2 separate regions of the Anser cygnoides genome follow, and region 1 is linked to region 2. The links are chromatin contacts, called in public Hi-C maps. All regions are on one chromosome and are shown on one strand. Each heading gives the region's core, a stretch centred on a gene start, on an enhancer-like site or on the middle of the called end of the contact. The rest is flanking DNA. Distances are from core to core; before and after follow the strand shown.

Region 1 (3,335 bases), core at 554-3,053, 67 kb after region 2:
TGGCCACGACGGGCAGGAGCGATGCTTCCTTGCTGGCTCGGCTCCCCTGGGTGCCTCCCGGCTCCGAGCGTCCCCCTGCGGGGCTCCCCTCGGCCCCAAAATCCCCGCACCCCGTTGCGCATCCCGCCCTGGTGCCGCCGCCCCGCCGCGTGCCCCGGGCTGAAAAATGACGTCACGCGGGGATTTGGGAAGGCGGTGACGTCACGAAGAGAGAGCAGCCGAGGGCTGGACCCGGGGGCAGAGCTGAAACGAGAAGGAGCCAGGCTGGAGGGGAAAGGGGCGCGTGGGGGTGGGTTTCCACGCTGGTCCCGGTCCGGCTGGGCTTTCTAAATGGGAAAATTCGCAATTAATCGCAATTAATATTAATTAATAAAGCACAATTATGGGGGGCGGCCGCAGCCCGGCTGGGACGAGGCGGTGTTTGCATCCTCACCCGCCGCTTCCCCAGCTCCTGGAGCGTATTTTTTATTATTTAGGTGAAAACACGGAAAAAAAAAAAAAAAACAAAATTAAATTAAATGGCAAATTCGCGTCGCAGGGCGCTTCGAGACGACGCGTGGTTTCCTATTGAAAACTGCACCCACGAAAAAGCATCTAAAAGTCAAAAAATAAATAAAATAAAAAATAAAAAAATAAAATAAAATAAAAAGTCCTTTCAATCTTCCTTTCCACCGGGCAGGGCGACCCGAGGAACGCTGTTCATGGCCCAGAAGCGAGCCGCCTTTAATCCCACAGGGATCCAACAGGGAACCGGCTCCCCAGGAACCCGCTCGTCCCCCTCCCCGCCCCCTGCCGCGACATCCCCGCAATCACGGCTCGCGATAAAGCCTCGCTGTCGCGACACGTCCCCGCTCCCCCCACCCCTCCAGGCGCCGGCGGAGCAGCCGGCTGCCCCGTGCCACGTCCCCCAGCCGCTCTCGTCGCCTGCCCCGGTCACCTTTGCCTTGCGACCCCCCCAGGAGAAGCCGGGCCCGGGTCCCGGGCTGGATGCGGCCCCGGCGAGCCCGGGCTGAGCTCTGCTGCCAGCCCTGGCCGCGGATGCGTCTTTGTGTGGGGACTGATGATGACAGATACCCAGCTGATAACCCCTGGCGAACCGAGTTATTTTAATTTCCAGTCACTTTCCTGCTAAGTGCCGTATCAGTTTGTACACAGCTGAGATAAGAGGATAGGGCCGGGGGGGGGGGTGGTGGTGTTAAAGGGAGAGGTTGGGGTGGGGGGAAGAAAAAGGGAAGAATGAGAAAGAAACAGCGGAAAAATGCCTACCGCCTGCTGCTGGCTTGGCCACATCCTACGGCCGGCTTTGGCTTCACCTGATGGCTGGGGTAGCTCAAGGAGGAGCCACGTTTTTTTCCTCTCGGATAGCTCCGATTATAAAAATCGGGAGATTTGGGGTCGTTCACCTGATCCCTTACAGCGGGAGCCAGGCGCACATCCTCCGGGGCACAAAAAATCCCTAAGAAAATGTGAATATTTCCCCTAAACGGGGGGGGGGGGGGGGAGGCATTCATTGTGGTTTAAAATAATAATGATCATTTATACGAGCCCAGTCCGCTCACCCCCGGGCAGGGGGCCGCTGCCCCCTTCCCATCGCTGCGGTGCCCCCCCCCACGTCCCCGTGCCGCGTGTCCCCGTCCCCCTCCCCGTCCCCCCCCCCTCCCCTCGACGGGGCGGCCTCCAGGGCGCCCGCCCCCGCCGTGGCCGCGCCGCGGGCCGGCTCGCCGGCGGGCCTGGCACCCCTGCGGAGCTCCGTGTTTGTTTTAGGGCCGGCCGAGCCCAATCAGGGCCGGCTGCCTGCACTTTTCCGGCAGGGCTGCGAGAGGCGCCTCCTCCTCTCTCCTTTTTATACATCGAGCCGCCCGCCGCCGCCGCCGGACTCGCCGCCGCCGCTCGCCCCCCTCGGCACCGGATTTACCTCCCGAGGAACCGGCCCCATGAGGGCCACCGGCAGCAGGTTTGGCCCGGCCCTTCTCGCTTGTCCCCGACTTTCCCCGGCCCCATCTCCCCCTCCCACCCCCCCACCCCCCATCCCACCCCGGGGCCGGCCGCCGAGGGGAGCCGAGCTGCGCCCGGCCGGGGGAGCCCCGGGGAGCCCCGGTGGGCAAACATCCGACGCCGGTGGCTGCAGCCCTTATCTGGCCGGCCCTTATCTATCTGCCCGTTATCTCGCAGGGGGATAGAGAGAGGCGTCCCGTGCCTGTCTGCCGGGGGGGGGGGTGCGTGGGGCCGGGCGCGCTGCGCGGTTCGGGGGGCGGTTATCTCGGCGGGCTGAGGGAGGGGACCCCCACCGGAGGCTTTGCTCGCTGTCACCTCTCGGGGTCCCCTTTCCCTTTCTGCTCCTTCCCCCCCGAAGCGCCGCGGGTGCCCGTGCGCCGGCGGCCCCGGGATGCCAGCGGAGTCCGGCTGGCGGCGGGACGGTGCCGACCCCAGAAGGACCTGCTGGGGATCGGGGCCGTCCCGCTGGCACCGGCTCCTGCCCCGTGCACGGCACCCCCGGCCCCGACCCCATCCCGGCCCCATCCCCGCCGCGCACACGTCGGGGCCCGGCCCCTGCGCATCCCCCGGCTCCCGGGTGCCTTCCCCTCCTCCTCCTCCTCCTCCTTTCCGTGACCTTGGGCTGGAAAGGAGCAAAAGAGCGGGGGCTCCCGGCGGAGAAGCTCCCGTCTCCCTCCGGAGAAGCACCCTTCAAGGGATCGCCCTGCTAATTGTTTTCTCGGTGGAACCGAGTCAAATGACTCATTCATTGAGGCAGCGCTAACAACAACAAGGGCAGCGGCGGCGGCCAAGGCAGGGGACACGTCCCTCTGCACCCCCCCCCCCCCCTTGTCCCCACTCCCTGCTCCCGAGCCCGGTGGGGAAGGGGGGGCAGCGATGGGGCGATGTGAGCCGTGGGGTGCCTGGAGGGTCCCCGCTGAGCCTCGTTGCGGGAGGGAGAGCGGCTGTCCCGCTCGCTAACTTTGTTGTTATTATTTCTCCCCCCTCCCTCCCTACTCTTTTGTGCCCTCCCTCCCCGCCCTGCCCTGCGGACCCCTCTCCCCTCCCCTCCCCTCCCTCCCTCCCTCTCTCCCTCCTCCCCCTGCCCTCCTCCCTTCCCCATCCCCACCCAGCGGCTAGAAGGGGACCTGGATGGCCGTGGCTGAAGGCGGCTGGTGCGTGCTGAAGCGGGGCGCTGCGGACTCCGGCGCTTCCTCCTGCCCCTTCGCGGCCAGCGAGCCGGGCCCGTCTCCTCCTTCGCCTTCCTCCTCCTCCTCCTCCTCCTCCTCCTCCTGCGGCGGCTCCCAGGGCGAGCGCAGCTCCTCCGAGACTCCCGACGGCGGCCCCCGGCCCGCCCCGCC
Region 2 (3,357 bases), core at 551-3,050:
TTTTGAAGCACACAAGTAGCAGTCTTTATCCCAAATTAAAGTTGGATATCAAGAAAGTAAAAAAGACATTTAACGATCTTCAGTTGTGAGTGGAGTTTAATTTTTTTCCACGTAGATTCAAAATGACATCATTCTTCTAAGAAGCAAATATGCTCTCATGCTCTTACATAGATGAAATTCCATTATATTTTTTTGTTTCTGATGTATCCACTGATTTCTGCTGGAGGGCTTTGGGGGGCAGTAGGGCCACTTCTTTTCTGTGACACCTGCTTAATCAGAACTGGCTGTAATATATGGGCTGAAATTTGTGTTTGGGTTATCAAGACCATAACAGCTTTAAGGATTCTGGCAACAAGCAGAGTAACAAGTGTCACATTTATCTAGCTTAATTATTTAGTTCTGTGGATAGTTCATTGATGCCATTTCAGCAGTAGGTCATGTAACCATTTCCCCAAAGCTATCTGCACAACAGGAAATCATGAAAGCTTTAGACGTGTGCCAGCTGAAAAATTCCCCACTGAAGTGCTGTGGGGTTTTGCTTTATTTTTGCAGTAGGTGCTTTTCCCTGAGCTCATGTAAGAAGAAACCTCCCAGTCATCATTCCTGGACTGGAACCGGACCAGAAAGGAGAAGCTAGACAATGCAGCAAAGTTGACGTTTTGAAACTACTTCCAGTTATTTAAACAAATCTATTACCTGTTTGAATACCGGGAAGTACTCCAGGACTTCAACAGTTTATAATTTTCTCTTGTCTAGTTCCCCTGGTTTATTTTCCCAGGCCTTGTAGCTGCCATCTTGAAATGTTCTCATTAAGGCAGACAGGTCCCCATTTTCGCTCTGTCTTCAACCCCGCAATATCAGGGCTGGTATGACAGTCCTGCTGTGTTATCCATCCTAAGAGCCTTTTATTCAAGATTCAGGTCTGCGAAATGGGGAAAAAGAAGCTGCAGGGTGGTGGTGAGCAGTGGTAGCCATCCTCACTTTGAGGAGAGGTGATAAAACTTGGCTCTGGAAGTCGGTGACCACAGCAGGAGGTGGCAGGGGCCGAGCTGCCTTGCTGGGACAGGGGAATGTGCAGTGGTTTGAGGGGTCTTGCTCAGGACCTTTAGGAAGGGTGAAGTTGAGCCCTTGTGGATGGGCACATTATTGCTTTGGTTGCAATGGGAAATCGCTGAGACGTGCACTGTTTTAGAAGAAGGATTTAAGAGCAGCTTGATACATACACACAAGTGCTCTGTGGCATAAGCAGCTGTATTCATCTAACAAGTTAAGTTAAATTAAAAAAAAGTGCTGTGCGGTTTGACAACTCTCTTTCCTTTGGGCTAAAAAACAATTTCTTGTTGCACCTTTAATTCCCCTCCTCTCTCAATAAAAAAACGATCCACTTGGCCAGGTGCAATGTCAGAAAGCGGTCCGTGTCAAGCAGCAGCATTGGCCAGTGTCCACGGGACTTTATTAAATAATGGAGTACCACAGCAAAATGTGACACAAGTCCAATGTGACTGACCGCGAATAAATAAAACACCGGTCTTTGACCACAGGGAAAAACTTGAGCTATTTTGCACACAAATCTCTGGCCCAGAGATTCCCTCTGGGGGAAGGGAAATTTTGTTCCTTTAATAATATTAACCAGACCCGTGTCCTAGTCAGCACTGTGCTTGCCATTTTGTCTTTTAGGTGCATTTTTCCTGAAGGAATGATCTTGTACCTGCCCCTGGTACAAGGTAAGGCTTGGGGCAGTAATCCGGCTGCAGAGGTTTTGTCTGCAGCTGAGTGTGGCCAGCAAGGCTTTCCTTCCAGCCCTACTACTGGGGGTTTCTTCTGCTTTGCCTTTTGCTCCTTTGCAGCCTACCCTTCCCGTGCTGGTAGGGCAAAACATCAGAGTCCTGTGTGCTGTCCTCTCCTACCTGTCCGGATTAATAACACAACTTTTGACTCATTTCCCTCCTCAAGTCATTTTACTAGCAATGCATCTCATCTTCTACCAGGTGTGAAAGGCTTTGGCTTTTTTGGTTTTCCTGTTGTTCTTGTTTGTTTGTTTGTTTCTGAAGAAGGAAGAAAGTGTGGATGGGGACAATTGTTTCCAAAGAAGCCAGCTGCTTGGAGTAGCTCTTTGCTGAGATGCCAAGATAGGCATTTTGCAGTAGATTATTCAGCTGCTTAGATGGCTGGGGACAGAGATGTTTCAGTACAGACTCTGATGCGGTTAAGAACCCATCACTTTTAAACATTTGATCTAAGACCTTTAAAGAACGGCTGAGTTGTACTGTCAGAAGTCCTAATCACTACTCTGCCTTCCAGCTCCACTTCAGTCTTATTTCCAGTGTTTTTGTGCCTTTGAATATTCTGTGATTTATGTTCTTGAGTTTGCACTTTGCAGTCACAAGGGAAGTCCCCTATGTGCCTTAAGGGCCCTTTACTATTGCATTTTAGCTTGACATTCCTCACCTCAGCCTGTTCCTTCACTCAGTTTCTGCAAATGAGGAGACGTTCCCACAGAGGAACATCTTCCCCCACAGCACGAACCATGGCTGGGAGAAGGACACCTACCTTTCAGCTTGAACACAGCTCCAGCCAGGTGGTAAAGGCAGGCCAGCACAGTTATTTCCTTTCTATTTCTGTTGCTTATAGCTGGGTCCCACGATATGATGCTATAAGCCCCATCCTGCTCGTGCTTCTGATTTGCTTGCCTGCCCTACTCCTCTCTGTCCCTGCCTTCACGGTCCTTGGAGAACTACAGGCACAATTTGTCAAGATAAATGCAGCCTCTATGGATCTACACTCCTTGATGCCCACCCATACTTATTATTTAGGATGAAATGTCCATAGCACCTAGAAGAGTTGAGAACATTTGGAAAACAGTCTTTACCACATGCTTCTGCCCACATCAGATGCCAAGGGATGTGTGTGGTGTGCAGAAGGATTTAACAGCTTGCCAAATAGATGGAGACCTCACAACATAACCAGAAGCAGTTCCTGGCAATATTAACGTTTGCTTTTCCTCTTTTTTGTTTTGTTTTGTTTTGTTTTGTTTGTTTTGTTTTGTTTTGTTCTGTTTTTAAAACTCCATTCCATTTCCTTTCCAGGCTACGTGGCTGTGGATCTTGATCTTTTCTTTCTGACCAGCCACTGTTGAGCTTATAAAGTTTTGTAGAGGCCACACTGGAAAAGAAAACCTGTTCTGTTTGAAAACCACTTTTATTTGCATTTTCTTTCACATGGTATGTAGAAAATTAGTCAGTCATGTGTGAGGAGAAAAGCTAACATCCCTTGTAACCAAGCAGTTGAATGCTCTATATACCTGGGCAAACAGGTTGTAGAAGCTGCAATTAACCACCTTTGACTGTATAGTAACTT

What was found. A called contact is a pair of places that touch in the nucleus more often than the background predicts.
Region 1: a Hi-C map of liver shows a contact between it and region 2, with 9 times the contacts expected there. The contact joins the promoter of GATA6 here to the enhancer-like site in region 2. A contact is called at or near these places in 2 of 7 Hi-C or Micro-C datasets (both in liver).

Annotation. Positions count from the first base shown.
Region 1 is chr2:113,687,921-113,691,255 of Taihu_goose_T2T_genome, forward strand. It overlaps GATA6 (GATA binding protein 6), which reads left to right and starts at 1,804. Exons shown (of 7, transcript XM_066992850.1): 1 at 1,804-1,954; 2 at 3,108-3,335. The coding sequence starts at 3,127.
Region 2 is chr2:113,621,256-113,624,612 of Taihu_goose_T2T_genome, forward strand. No RefSeq gene overlaps it. Among named protein-coding and RNA genes, the nearest start is that of GATA6, 67 kb to the right of the region's middle. Within about 2 kb of position 1,801, at least 1 of the 3 cell types and tissues checked has open chromatin away from gene starts, as enhancers often do. A contact at or near this core is called in liver, where this site is marked.